Regions from separate parts of the Mus musculus genome. Here all the other regions are linked to region 1. A link is a contact called in public ChIA-PET, Hi-C and promoter capture Hi-C data. All regions are on one chromosome and are shown on one strand. Each heading gives the region's core, a stretch centred on a gene start, on an enhancer-like site or on the middle of the called end of the contact. The rest is flanking DNA. Distances are from core to core; before and after follow the strand shown. Region 1 holds the start of Cast (calpastatin). Region 2 holds the start of Pdcd6 (programmed cell death 6). Region 3 holds the start of E430024I08Rik (a long non-coding RNA gene). Region 4 holds the start of Zfp825 (zinc finger protein 825). Region 5 holds the start of Pcsk1 (proprotein convertase subtilisin/kexin type 1).

Region 1 (2,728 bases), core at 151-2,650:
ACACAGGCTTTTCTGTGGCTGGCACCAGCCAGCAATAAATAGCTGTAGGCTGACAGGCCCTTTGGATGAGCACTCAAAAGGTTTGTTAAATTTCACTTCCAGCCCCCAAACAGGAAGTACTGCATAAAATGAAGCCAAGGCAAAAACCAACCCAACCTCAGAAACATAGGCTCCAGAAAGGAAGATGACTTTAATACCTGTGATTCTCTGCTGATTTGCATTAGAGCAGGCAGGCTTCTGCTCGAAAACCCTTAGTACATTTACAGAATTGGCTACATAAATAATCAAACACAGGATATAACACACACACAAGTACACGAACACTGAGAGACCAATTTGTTTTCAAGATCTTCTCTCTTATTTGTAGTTCAGATTTAGGCTAGATTTGAATTAGTGACAGACTGCAAAGAAGTGTCTAATTCTTCAAATTCTTAGAAAAAGGGGTCTAGGCCACGCCCCAGTCCAGCTCTCTGGTTGCACAATCACTAGATTGGTCTGGACAACTCCACCCGGGAACTGCAATCTCCAGCTTCCCCTATTTGCGATTCACTGAGAACCCTGCAGCTTGGGGGCTAGTCTGGGGGAGGGTCTTGTTTTACAAACCCTGAGCAGACAGTGTTGAATTCAGCTCTGGGTTGCTGAGAAGTTGGGCTCTCTGCAGTGAGCCCAGGGCAGGAAGGGGAGGGCCTAACTGAGCTGGGCGAGGGCTCAGGGCTGGGTCGGAAAAGCTGCCTCACTGAGCTGTCCCGCTCCTCCTGTCCCGAGGTGGCTGCCCGCTCCTCCCTCCCCCCCGCAAACAATTTCGCTGCGTTTTCCCGGAAGCTGCGCCCGCAGCGGCTTCACCGAAAAATGTCCCAGCCCGGCCCGAAGCCTGCCGCCTCTCCCAGGCCCAGTCGCGGCGCGGCAGCTCGCCACACCCAGGAGGTGAGTCGTACTCCAGACTGAGCCGCGGGGCAAGCGGCAAAAGGCCTAAGTCCTGGAGTGTCCCGCCGCAGTCTCGGGGCGTTGCCCCTCTTTGCACCTTCCAGAGTGGGAAAGAGATCAGAACTCCATGCCTGCGGGCAAGCAGGTGGCTAAAGGCTCTCCGAATTGGGTAGTGGCAGGAGTTGGGTGGAGGGACTCCTGGAGCAAAGCGGGCTAGTGAGACCCAGGCAGTGAGCATGGGCATGGAGGCAGAATAAAGTTGACTTGGGACCTCCGGAGTGGGCTCCTGTGGCTGGGCAGAAGAGTTCTGACCTCCGTGTGAAGTCACCCCCGCGCCCCCAACCCTAGCCCTCCATTTAGGGAGTGGCAGCTGAAAAACTGACACACACCTCTTTCCTAATTAGCTTTGGGATGGGGCGGGACCACGCTAGCTTGGGCGGGCCCTGTCGCTCTTTCCCCTTGTGCCCTCCCACCCGGCAGCTGTGTCCTGTGCGGTGTCAGCCGGGTCCCAGCCAAGCAGAGTGTCATCGTGGTGCACGTTCTGCGTTCTCGAGAGGTTCCCAGCGGAGCAAGTCAGGGTTGTCGCGATGGCATTCGCAAGTTGGTGGTACAAGACGGTAAATAGAAGGGGCAAGGTCTGGGAAGGAAGTGTATTTACCTCGCTCCTCTAGGAAGTAGAGGAACCACGTCCAGAAGTTGGAGGGTCAAGGGCAGGGACCCGGTGAGACCTCCTTGAAGAACTTCTGATTAAGCTCGGGCAGAAGCAGAAGGCTCTACTTTCAGTGGTAATCCGGACTGGGCGCTCTGGGCGGTACAGTCTGGGCGGCGAGCTGCACCAAGCTCAGCTCGCGTTCCCAAATTGAATGGACAGCAATCCTTAGTTCCGCCCTTTGGAACACATACCTGGATAGGTAGACAAGAGGGAGGCACTGTAGCCCAGGTTTAGTTTTTCAACTGCTAAGTAAAGATAAAAAACTTACAAAGAAAAGAATGGTCAAGCAGTTTCAAACTCGAAAGAGGAGGGTGGAGAATGGGAAAGAAAAAAAAAACCATCAGGGAACAACTGATCAATTTTCAGGGGCGGGGGATGGGGAGAGAGAAATGAGTATAGCTCACTACTCTATATAACTTTATAAGAGGACAAACGTGTTCCTTTTGGTTAGTGCACTGAACGTCTGTCCTACCAAGTATGTTATACCCAATCAAGCTGGAACTTGTAATGTTTTGAAACCAGGAAGCATAGTTTTAGCATTACATTTTTTTAAAAAACCAACAAAAACAAAAGAGTTCACAAACCCTGTGGTTACAGAGAGTCATAAGTTGATTTATGGCGAGAATTTCAAAATCTTCCTTCCTCCCAGTAAGTGGTATGGAAAAAAGATGCAATAACCAGATAATCTTTGCAACTAGAAACCTGGGGTTAGAATTAGAAAGTAGGCATCGAGGACTGATTGATCATCTAGGTGTGCTAGCCTTCCGGTGCACTGTAGAGTTCTTAACTCAAGTGGCAATGATTTCAATGTGTCAGTCTTTGTAAATGTGTTTCCATATCTGTAAAATAGCAGATGTCTCCATAAGGACTAGATTCAGCAGGAGATGACATGCCACATACATGTTTTCAGTGATGTTTCTTTGGGAAAGTTCTTCCTCACACTTTTCTGTGCTATTTAAATGTATAGTTTTATTTATTTTATATATTTTATTGATTATTTTATTTATTTACATTTCAACTGTTATTCCCCCTTCCTGGTTTCCCCTCTGCAAACCCTCTATCCCATCCCCCCACCCCTGCGTCTATGAGGGA
Region 2 (2,728 bases), core at 96-2,595, 490 kb after region 1:
AGCAAACAGCTGGTAGAGTCCCGGATTCAGCAGCCTCGGGTCTGCTGAAGTTTCTCTGTACTGGAAAACTTCCAGTTCAAGTAGGAAAATTATGATTAATATTTTTGTATTTCTGGTAAAGAGAAAAGGAGCCAGAGAGAGGACAGAATAAAAATAGATCTCAGATTCTAAATAAAAGAACCAGAAAAGTCTAAAAGATTATTCAAAAGTGAGATGAACAGTTTATGAGAAATTATAAAAAATGAATTCGCCAAATCCTGGAAAAAAAATCTACCTTTCTTAAAGAATTTTGTAGATTTTGAGGTAAATGTCAAAGCTATAAGATGTTTCTTTGAGCAATTTGAAAGTCTCTTAAGATGTCCTAAGAACAAGAGAAATGGAGCAGAAAACGATACAGTTGGGACTTGATCAGATCTATAGCTGTGCTAAATAATGGATGATTATCCACATGGAAGTTTCAGATGTACAAGGCCATACTCTTGGCCCTTGGTCTCTTCACCCTCTTCTTTAGTTATGGGGTAAACAAACCCCCCATAAAGACAGCATAGCAGTTCTTATTATAAGTCTGTCCCTGGATGAGGACTACAGGAAGGCTGGAATAATCCTATGGCAGAACGGAGTAATCTGTATCTTGAGCTATTCACAGTATTCAGATTTAGGTGGAAGGATGGCCTGACAGCCCGTGAATGTGACCGGTTGGTAGTTGCCCCAATGCTATGCATTTTCCCATTTAGGGACATTCCAAACTATAAAAGCACCATAGAATTAGTATCTAGAACGAAAGAAGGAATACTTATAATTAAAAGGAGTAACCACCAAAAGTACAGAAGTCCAAGTAAGGGGTGGAGAAAACACAGCTCTCACCTCAGGACCAAACCTCACTCGGGCCATTTACAAATGAAGTCACTGCAAACCTAGGGAGGCTGGGCATAAACCGATATAAGCAAGTGGGAAGGCAAGAAGGTGTAGTATGGACAGACGGACAAACTCCAGAGTGCACAAAATGCACTTTGCGTTTCCGCCGAGGACTTCATGCGGTTGGTGCACATCACATTCGCACTAAATACTAATGCAGACGTAAAGGGAAGCCGTCGGTCCAAGTGAAAGCTTTCACCACTTTCCGTTACAGGTCGAGGCGTTTTGTAAGCTTGGGTCGGCCCCTCATGGCGTGGTCTCTTCTGAGCTCACCCGCCGCAGCTTCGGGCTGAGACACACAGGAGGGCGGAGCGGGGTGGGGCTGAAAAGGAAAGGGACACCCAAGGCCGGGCAAGAGTAGGAGGCGGAGCTCAGACTAACCCCAAGGCCCTCCAGACGTTGCGTGGCAACGGACCACGCCTGCCAAGTGACTCAAAGGTGCGCGCTTCCGTTGTTCCCAGGAAGTTGTGGGCTCCTGGTCCTGCCCCATAACTGAGGCGGAAGCATAGCTTGTGGAGCTGGGCCGCGTTGCCGCTGTGCATCAGCCCATGGCTGCCTACTCCTACCGCCCAGGCCCGGGTGGTGGCCCCGGCCCTGCTGCTGGAGCTGCACTGCCAGACCAGAGCTTCCTGTGGAACGTCTTCCAGCGGTAAGGCCAGCGCCGCTCAGCTCCTTCGGCCCTTGGGTCGGTCCTCAGTTTTCAGGGCCTATTCTCCAGTCCTCCCTCTCCCCAGCCCTTCATCCCCCGACCTCCTTCCCAGTCCTTCCTACTCCCCTCCATCCCCGACTTTCTCTCTTCTACAATAGCACAGGGTTCAGGGTCATGTTGGCAGTGACTTTGCCCAGGGCCGAAGGGCGCGGAACAGTCGCCCTACAGGGTCAGGTGCTTGCGTTAGAAACAGGACAAATCTTGAATCAGGAAAACGGCATCAGTGAAAAGAGCTGGCTGCTATTGCATGTCTTCTGTCCCTGGCCGTCCTTCTGAATGACTGATTGTCTTTCCACTGACTCGTGCCAAAGAATGACTTATTCGTCCTAGAGAATCTTTCTTTACCTATTATGATGAACTGGTGCAGGTATAAATTAAGCAGACTTGAAGAGCTAACAGAAAGCTTGAAAGGAATAGAGAAAAGATGACTCAACCCCTCCTACTGCTTCTGGTTGTTCATTAGTCTCTGGCACACCTGGGGGCGTGTGACATTCCAGCTGAGCAAAGAGGAAGGTCTGGCCAGAGTAACATTCCAGACCTAGTGTAGATTGATGAAAATGATGTCTTGGCTATGTTTTATTTTTAATACTTCCTTTACATTTAATCACCAGCTTACCTGTTTTCTGTTTGTTTGTTTGTTTGTTTGTTTTTGTAGGGTTGATAAAGACAGGAGTGGAGTGATTTCAGACAATGAGCTTCAGCAAGCATTATCCAATGGTGAGTTGAAGCCTGATTCATTCACAGTAAGCAGTTTCCTTCCTGGAATTATTTCCAAAGAAGTCCTTAAGACTAAATTGCCATTACCGGTATAAGGTAAAGGTGTTTGCTAAGCTTCTGTGTTTGTATTTTCTTAATTATCATTGCTGCCTTACCGAGCTCCAGAACAAATGTATGTGAGCCTCTGAAATGGGAGCTATAGTGTAGACCTTGCCCAAGAGTGAAAAAGGTTAGCTCTGTGCAACAGAGGTCCCTCACTTATCTAGAAGGCCTTTGACCTGCTATCAGTCTTAGCAACTGTTCTGAAGAGGATCATCGGGGACACTGACAAATTGTCAGGTGACATTTAGAAGTAATTGCTTAGTTTTTGAAAGGCTTCAAGATGGT
Region 3 (2,728 bases), core at 64-2,563, 340 kb after region 1:
ACATTAAAAAAAAATCTTAAAAAAATGCCTTACTAGCACTTAGTAACTTATACTTGTCTGTTGGGATCTGTGAATATCAAAGTCATTGTATCCTTTGTTAGTATGCCACTTTTGGAGGTATGTGGATGGGAAAACTTTTAGGTTCTTTTGAGGAGCCATTAAATCTGTAAGGTAGAAGTTACTAGAATCAGAACAAAACAAAACATTAAGATGCAAAACGAATACTTTGTAAGTCTGATATTTCTTCTTTGTGTAATAGGGATACTATTGACTCGGTGGGACCATCAAGAATAATGGTGCCTACCATTTGATCTTGAACCATGTGGTTATATTACCTAAAGACCTGGTAAAATTAAATGGTCTATGCTTTATATCATTATCAAAAAAAGACACCAAGCCCCATGATTGCTTACATTTTAAGAGGATTCCCTAGGTGAAATTTAAAACAACAACTGAAGAAATAGTGGTTTTCTGTTGTATGAGAACTGGGCCCCTGAGTAAAGTAAACCTATTTCCCATCAGGGAATTCCGGGTTCTTGCATAGCCCCCTTATGACTTTCTTTGGGGCAGGAAGGAAGATGCTGATAGTATGAAAAAGAGGACTGGGAAGGCAGATGAGAGAAGAGACAGGAGCTGATTTCACATAGCACAGCAAAATCTTTGTGCTAACCCTGAGCCTAACCCTAAACCTGTAACCCTAACCACACTAACCCTAATCTAAACACTCTTTATCTTAATCCTAACCCTCTAATCCCCTAACTCTAACCCTGCATCCTGTAAGGGAGTTTTCTTAATTATTCCTTTTGAAGTGAGAAACCCTTGCTATATCTTGGTCTTTTGAGAGTTTAAGATCCACCTTTAATCCAGGCTACACATTCTTTCTGAAACCTACATACATAAAGGACCTTAAACAGGGAAGTTCTTTCAAATTGTCTACTTCTTTCCCTACATTTTTTAGCAAGGTGTTTTGTTTGTTCATTCATTCATTTTGTTTTGTTTTTAAACTGGCATTAGTAAGTACGTATTTCTTCAGAATTCTGGTAAGTTCTCAAGATCCGCTGAGATATCAAGCAATGTGAACTCAACAAGTCCTTGATTTTTCTTCTTTCCCTTGGCAATGAATGTGCTAAGCCATTATTGGACTAGGAGGACCACTGTCTGTGAGACATTCTATTAATCCCCTTTCTACATACATAAAGAAATTCGTCCTATGAGATGAGGTACGATTATCTGTACTAATACAACTGTGGTTTGTCTCCACCCTGCCACTGAGGAAGATGCGCTGGCTAACAACAGTGCTCTACACTGTTTGTCATCTCTTTCCTGGTTTTCTCCCAAGGTTGTTTCATACCTCTTTGGTGAAAAGGACCTGCATTTCCCCTGGTCCAGCATCAAGCTACAAAACAAAACTCTTGTATCCTAAAATCCTCTTTAGTGTTATTATCCTGGGCATCCTTCCACTGGTGAGCCAGATTGATAACTCCACTCCCAGTTTAGTAAAAGGCTAGCGACCTTGATTTCAGGAAGAAGGGGAAGTGCTGTGAGGAAAGCTCAAGCAAGCCAGGAAGTAGGTCATGGTGAGTGCAGGACCACTGCTACAACGGGAAGGAGCAGGCGGCTGAACAGCCTGAGCTGAAATGCTGTCTCCACTCCCACCGCTCGGAGGATAGACACAAATGCTAATGGAGAGCAAGTCAGACCAGAGATCTGGAAAAGGTCTGACCCAAGACTGGAAGCTCTATTTAACCTTGAGGAGGGGTAAGACTCATTGGGCAATCTAGGGCCCCAGGCGGATCTGCCAGTCAGACAATGAGGAGGGTTCTTCCGGGTGGCTTGCTGCACGTTCGTTTTGGAATGCAGGAGTGAATAGTCCTTTCCGTCCTGCTTTGAGTAATGCTGTTGGGTGCCATTGGGGACCTTAAGCGAGCTCCGAAGTTGAGACATGGTGAGTGCGAGATCACTGCCCACAAAGGGGAGGAGCAGGCGGATGAACAGCCGGAGCTGCAATGGTGGATCCTCCTCAAAGTCGGCCTGGGACCACAGATAGAGGAGGCTCTAGGAGGATAGGCACAAATGCCACCCGAATGCAAACCACTCCCGAGATCTGTAAAAGGACTGGACCGGGACAGGAAGCACACTTTAATCTAGAGGCGGGGTAAGACTCGCTGGCCAATCAAGGATTCCAGGGCGAACTGCCAGTCAGACAATGAGGCGGGGTCTTCCGGATGCCTTGCTGGAAGTTTGTTTTTGCTCTACAGGATTGAACCGTCTCTGTGTCTTGCTTTGAGCGCTGCTGTTGGGTGCTGTGAGTGGACCTCAAGTAAGCTCCGTTTTTGAAACATGGTAAGCGCATGGTTACTGTCTATAATGGGTAGGGGCAGGTGGCTGAGCAGTGGGAGCTGAGGTGGTGTGTCCTCTCTGGGGCTGTATGGGAAGCCTCAGCCAGATGTAACCAGATGTGGCCAATTGTGCGGTCCTTTGTGATGCTCCTCACTTGCTAAAACAGGCGGTGAACTCTGAATAACATCAGTATCAGGGCTGAATCAGCTCAAAACATTAGGATTAGGGGCTTGCTTGTAGAAATTTCACGGGCAGGATGCCAAACTTGGAGAGCCCTAGTTTCTCTTGAATCTTCTATAAGTTTTGCCCCCAGCATTTACCTATTAAGTATAAGATCCATTTGTAGTTAATTTTGTGGAGCTGTTAAAAGGCATCTCATGTGTTGGGT
Region 4 (2,728 bases), core at 147-2,646, 310 kb after region 1:
TGCTATATCTTGGTCTTTTGAGAGTTTAAGATCCACCTTTAATCCAGGCTACACATTCTTTCTGAAACCTACATACATAAAGGACCTTAAACAGGAAAGTTCTTTCAAATTGTCTACTTCTTTCCCTATATTTTTTAGCAAGGTGTTTTGTTTGTTCATTCATTCGTTTTGTTTTGTTTCTAAACTGCATTAGTAAGTACGTATTTCTTCAGAATTATGGTAAGTTCTCAAGATCTGCTGAGATATCAAGCAATGTGAACTCAACAAGTCCTTGATTTTTCTTGTTTCCCTTGGCAATGAACGTGCTCAGCCATTATTGGGCTAGGAGGACCACTGTCTGTGAGACATTCTATTAATCCCCTTTCTACATACATAGAGAAATTCGTCCTATGAGATGAGGTACATTTATCTGTACTAATTAATACAAGTGTGGTTTGTCTCCACCCTGCCACTGAGGAAGATGCGCTGGCTAACAACAGTGCTCTACACTGTTTGTCATCTCTTTCCTGCTTTTCTCCCAAGGTTGTTTCATACCTTTTTGGTGAAAAGGACCTGCAGTTTCCCTGAAGCCAGCATCAAGCTACAAAACAAAACTCTTGTATCCTAAAATCCTCTTTCATATTAATATCCTGGGCATCCTTCCACTGGTGAGCCAGAATGATACCTCCACTCTCAGTTCATAAAAGGCTATCCACCTTGATTTCAGGAAGAAGGGAAAGTGCTGTGAGGAAAGCTCAAGCAAGCCAGGAAGTAGGTCATGGTGAGTGCAGGACCACTGTCAAAACGGGAAGTAGGGGGCAGCTGAACAGCCTGAGCTCCCAAGGCTTGGAGGATAGACACAAATGCTACTGGAGAGCAAGTCAGACCAGAGATCTGGAAAAGGTCTGACCCGGGACTGCAAGCTCTATTTAACCCTGAGGAGGGGTAAGACTCACTGGCCCATCAAGGCCCCCAGGCGGACCTGCAAGTCAGACAATGAGGGTTGTTTAGGGTGGCTTCCTGCCGGTTCGTTTTGTTGTGCAGGCATGAATAGTCCTTTCTGTCCTGCTTTGAGTACTGCGTTGGGTGCGGTGGGGGACCTTAAGCGAGCTCCGAAATTGAGACATGGTGAGTGCTAGATCACTGCCCACAAAGGGGAGGAGCAGGCGGATGAACAGCCTGAGCGACGATAGTGGATCCTCTTCCAGGGCTGCATGGGACCACAGATAGATGAGGCTCTAGGAGGACAGACACCAAAAGCTACCCGAATGCAAACGACTCCCGAGATCTGTAAAAGGACCTGCCCCGGACAGGAAGCACACTTTAAACTAGAGGAGGGGTAAGACTCGCTGGCCAATCAAGGCTTCCGGGCGGAACTGCCAGTCACACAACGACTCGGTTTCTTCCGGAAGCCTTACTGGAAGTTTGTTTTTTGCTGTACAGGCTTGAATGTTTCTCCGTGTCTTCTTTGAGCGCTGCTATTGGGTGCTGTGAGGGGACGTCAAGTAAGCTCCGTTTTTGAAACATGGTGAGCGCATGGTTACTGTCTATAATGGATAGGGGCAGGTGGCTGAGCAGTGGGAGCTGAGGTGGTGGGTCCTCTCTGGGGCTGGATGGGAAGCCTCAGCCAGATGTAACCAGATGTGGCCAATTGTGCGGACCTTTGTGATGCTCCTCACTTGCTAAAACAGGCGGTGAACTCTGAATAACATCAGTATCAGGGCTGAATCAGCTCAAAACATTAGGATTAGGGGCTTGCTTGTAGAAATATCACGGGCAGGATGCCAAACATGGAAAGCCCTAGTTTCTCTTGAATCTTCTATAAGTTTTGCCCCCAGCATTTACCTATTAAGTATAAGATCCATTTGTAGTTAATTTTGTGGAGCTGTTAAAAGGCATCTCATGTGTTGGGTAGCACTCCCATGTTAAGCTGAGATGTAGAAGAGTAGAATTGATGATGTAAAGGGTTTACCAAGCTTAGGAAATAGTGACAGTAAGTAGCATTTAGCTGATGGAGGACTGTGTCAAAAACACCCCACAGGTTAGTATGCTAAGCAGGCCGGTTAGAGACTAGGATGCTAGGATTCACATGTTAGCTCACCAGGTTTGTCTACACAGCTGGCTCCAAACTATAACAAAGGAGAGACAACTGTGATGTACAATCAGCCACTTGGCCCATGCTCAAAGCAAAAAGCAGGTCTGTAACAAGCTGCTCAATCCATCCTTAACAGAGTCACAACCAACATGAAGGCCTGGTGTGCCTAAAGCTCCCATTGTCTAATTGAGAAAAGCATTGTTCTGCCACTCCACTGGTTGACATCCATTTGAGAAGGAAAAACACCTATGTGCTTGCAGACAGGAGCTGAGCATGGCTGTCCTCTGAGAGTCTCTACCAGTAACTGAGACAGATGCAGATACTTACAGCCAACCAATGGACTCCAGTCAGGGACCCTATGGAAGAGTTAGGGGAAGGATTGAAGGAGCTATAGGGGATGCCAGTCCCTTAAGAAGACCTATAGTATCATGTAACCTAGACCCCCGGGAGCTCAGAGAGACCAAGCCATCAACCAAAGAGAATACATGGGCTGGTCCATGGTCCCAGGAACATATGTAGCAGAGGACTGCTAATCTGTACCGAATAGGAGACTATACACCTAATCTTGTAGACTTGATTCCCCCGGGAAGAAGAATGAGGAAGGTGAGGAGTGGATGAGAGGAGTGGAGATGGAGTGATGGAGCAAGGTGTCAC
Region 5 (2,728 bases), core at 171-2,670, 280 kb before region 1:
CTCAATCACCACCTCCAGAATAGAAAACGCGCCAAAATGTTTTACAACTCGTTACTCCCTCCTCTCCCCCCTTAACTGTGGACAATTTCCCTGGCAATGGTGAGGGGTTTGACTCCATTTCAAGGGAAAGAAATGCTCAGATTAGAAATCACACCCTCTGTGATTCTCTTTTGGGACTGCTCTGCCAAGCAGACTCCAACTTAATGCTTCTGCGCACCCCTCCCCACCTGTCTGTTAATTCAGCATACACTTGGACAAATATCAGTTTATCTCATAACCCGAAAACCCCAGGAAATGTTTGTGCACACGGCCGAGGTACAAGACAGAAAGAGATCCTTTCCCCACAGTCATTTCTGCAACCAGACCATGCTAAGACACTGGCCATGCAAAGTTAGGAAGCTCAGACTTCACAAGTTATCAGGGAAAATCCTGAACTCCCCCACTGGCGATGCTCGGACTTTTTCCCCTACCTAATCCCCTTCCAGTTTCCCCTACAGATTCTGAACTACCACCACCATCACCTGACTGGGGAGTCACTAGTACCAGCAGCTGGGCGCGCCCTTACACTCAGGAATCTTCAAGCCTGCCTGTCCCCTGTTTTCAGTACTGGGAGCTGGTGCTGCCATATTGAAAAAGAAGGAAAGCGTCAGCTCTGGCCGCAAGCCTCCTGTGTCCCAGGGGACCGAGCTCACTTCCTTTCCCAAGATAGACGAGAGCCCCTGTGCACCTTCAAGTTCCCCGAACAAACGTAAAAGGCTTTTTATTTCATTTTCCAAACCTCGAGGAAGAGGATTTCAAGTCTAGAGCCAACAACAGAGAGAACAGTGTCGGCTGAGCAGCTTCCTCTTGTTTAGCGGCGCCCAGCCCAAACAGTAAATAATGCAAGCATTTCTCCTCTAAAAGCGCGAGCAGGGGGAGGATTCTCCGAGCTGCTTGCGACACTGGGCGCCGGGTAGCGCAAGCGGCTCCCACTTCACTTTAGCCCTACCAGAGTCCTTAAGCCCCAGAAAGTTTTTCGAAAGTGGAAACTCTTACCTGACCCAAAAGGTCATACCCCAGTTCTTCGGCGATGGCAGAGGCAGCTTCTTGCCCTCCGGGGATCTCCGCCGCCCATTCATTAACAAACTGCCTCTTTGCTTTTACACTGTTTAGTGCACACCAAACGCAAAAGAAGGCGAAAGCAGTACACTGCAGAGTCCAACCTCTTTGCTCCATGGCTCAAAACCTTGTTCTCACACAAGTAGGAAGGGCTGGGAGAAAAGAAGCAAGATCAGAGACACACCAGCTAGACTCGACCTTTCCACCCAGCAGCTTAAAACCTCTCCTGGCTCTGGGTTGCTCTACTAGAGCTAGAGGCTCACTGGGAGAGGCTGGGCGGCGAGAGCGAGCGCTCACTAAAGTGCTTCAGTCTCCCGACTGAGTGGAGCCCCAGCCTTACCAACCAGAATAGAAATGAGTGTTTACACGTCAAATCGACGAAAGCCATCTCTTGACGTCAGATCTACCTGGACTGAGAACTGGATGGTATTCCCGGCGGGGTGGAGAAGTGACTAAAATAGGCAGGGAAGGATTAAGAAAAGGAAAAGAAACTGGTGGGATCGGTCAGTTCTGCTGCCTGTTCATAAATACTGTAGCTGTGAGAAACATCTCCATTCTTCAAAGAGAACCGCCTCATTTGAATATAACTACCAAGATCCCAAGGCAGGAAGCACAACAATTACCCCTCACTCCCTACCTCCCACCCCCGCCTTCCATCTATTTTCTCTATCTTACCTTATATCTCCTATGAATGTGCCTGGTGATGATAGAATTCTTATAATGGTTCTTGAGTATCAGCATTTGTTATAAAACAGACACAATCTAGGACTCGTGTTTTGATCTTTCAGAGGCTGGGAGCAGAGGAGCGAAGCTACCTGATGCATTGTTTCAAATCCTGTAAGGAAATAAGCACTTCCTCTACACAGTGTTGAAACAACATTTTTATAGTGCGTTTTAAATCACTCGTAATTCCTCCTCTCTTGCTTCTGACCCCTACTAAAGCAGTTTCTAAAATTCGACCCCAGATCATTTGGAGCCCAGGGCCACCATCATTACAGTGTTTACATTAAAAAGGAGAAAAGGAAGACTGATTGATTAGCAACATGAGTTTTTAACATAGAAACATGTTTTAAATTTTCAACGAGGAGGTTCAGAGCCCCAAAGACTTTCATATCGACTCAGTGAGGGAGGTGGCAAGTTTCATTAACCCAGAACTTTCTATTTTTCCCTCACTGGAGATTTTAACTTTGGCACTGACTTGAAGCTGTGCTGGTACTTTCACATAAAATACAGCAAGAATCTTTGTGGAATACAGATTGCCCTTAGAGGGAGAATAAGAGAACGTCCCTATGCCCACCTTCGAAACAGCAATCATACTGCCTTGATGGACTCTAACTGGAGGGATTGAACAGAGGAGAGCAAACCCCAGCCTTTAATATTCAGCACCGATGTGTGGACAGCGATAATCTCAGTGCCTCTATGAAAGCCTTCTGAGCAGAAAGGGCGCTGCTGCCCTGGCCAGCTCTCAGCAGCTTTCTGTTTGACCTGGGTCTTTCCCTCCTTTGAACAGCAAACTAGGAAGCCTTAGTGGAAGTCTGATGAGGGTCATGATGGTTACTATGTGCATCTTGTTCACCGGGCCTACTTGGCAAGGAAAAGAAATTGAGAGGTGTATTTTTTTTTTCTGAAA

The links. Promoter capture Hi-C pulls out the DNA fragments that hold promoters and counts their contacts. A called contact is a pair of places that touch in the nucleus more often than the background predicts. ChIA-PET counts read pairs in DNA pulled down with a chosen protein or histone mark.
Region 2: an RNA polymerase II ChIA-PET map of effector CD8 T cells shows a contact between it and region 1, with 15 read pairs. The contact joins the promoter of Pdcd6 here to the promoter of Cast in region 1. A contact is called at or near these places in 11 of 39 promoter capture datasets (the 3T3-L1 cell line, 3T3-L1-derived adipocytes, the C10 cell line and 7 more), 2 of 115 datasets of contacts at active chromatin or transcription factors (effector CD8 T cells and memory CD8 T cells) and 2 of 9 other capture datasets (adipose tissue and liver).
Region 3: a contact with region 1 is called in a promoter capture Hi-C map of hippocampal neurons, with 2.9 times the contacts expected there. The contact joins the promoter of E430024I08Rik here to the promoter of Cast in region 1. A contact is called at or near these places in 3 of 39 promoter capture datasets (hematopoietic stem and progenitor cells, hippocampal neurons and liver) and 1 of 484 Hi-C or Micro-C datasets (embryonic stem cells).
Region 4: a Hi-C map of B cells shows a contact between it and region 1, with 16 read pairs. The contact joins the promoter of Zfp825 here to the promoter of Cast in region 1. A contact is called at or near these places in 1 of 484 Hi-C or Micro-C datasets (B cells), 1 of 115 datasets of contacts at active chromatin or transcription factors (extraembryonic endoderm stem cells) and 2 of 9 other capture datasets (adipose tissue and liver).
Region 5: a promoter capture Hi-C map of liver shows a contact between it and region 1, with 3 times the contacts expected there. The contact joins the promoter of Pcsk1 here to the promoter of Cast in region 1. A contact is called at or near these places in 6 of 39 promoter capture datasets (cranial neural crest, frontonasal cranial neural crest, hippocampal neurons and 2 more) and 1 of 115 datasets of contacts at active chromatin or transcription factors (embryonic stem cells).

What each region holds. Positions count from the first base shown.
Region 1 is chr13:74,806,632-74,809,359 of GRCm38.p6, reverse strand. Cast (calpastatin) reads left to right here and starts at 1,400. Exons shown (of 31, transcript NM_009817.4): 1 at 1,400-1,541. The coding sequence starts at 1,512.
Region 2 is chr13:74,315,943-74,318,670 of GRCm38.p6, reverse strand. Pdcd6 (programmed cell death 6) reads left to right here and starts at 1,345. Exons shown (of 6, transcript NM_011051.3): 1 at 1,345-1,564; 2 at 2,280-2,341. The coding sequence starts at 1,464.
Region 3 is chr13:74,462,197-74,464,924 of GRCm38.p6, reverse strand. It overlaps E430024I08Rik (a long non-coding RNA gene), which reads left to right and starts at 1,313. Exons shown (of 8, transcript XR_003950546.1): 1 at 1,313-1,716; 2 at 2,259-2,343.
Region 4 is chr13:74,492,629-74,495,356 of GRCm38.p6, reverse strand. Zfp825 (zinc finger protein 825) reads left to right here and starts at 1,396. Exons shown (of 5, transcript NM_001377115.1): 1 at 1,396-1,507.
Region 5 is chr13:75,088,549-75,091,276 of GRCm38.p6, reverse strand. It overlaps Pcsk1 (proprotein convertase subtilisin/kexin type 1), which reads right to left and starts at 1,420. Exons shown (of 14, transcript NM_013628.3): 1 at 1,036-1,420. The coding sequence starts at 1,215.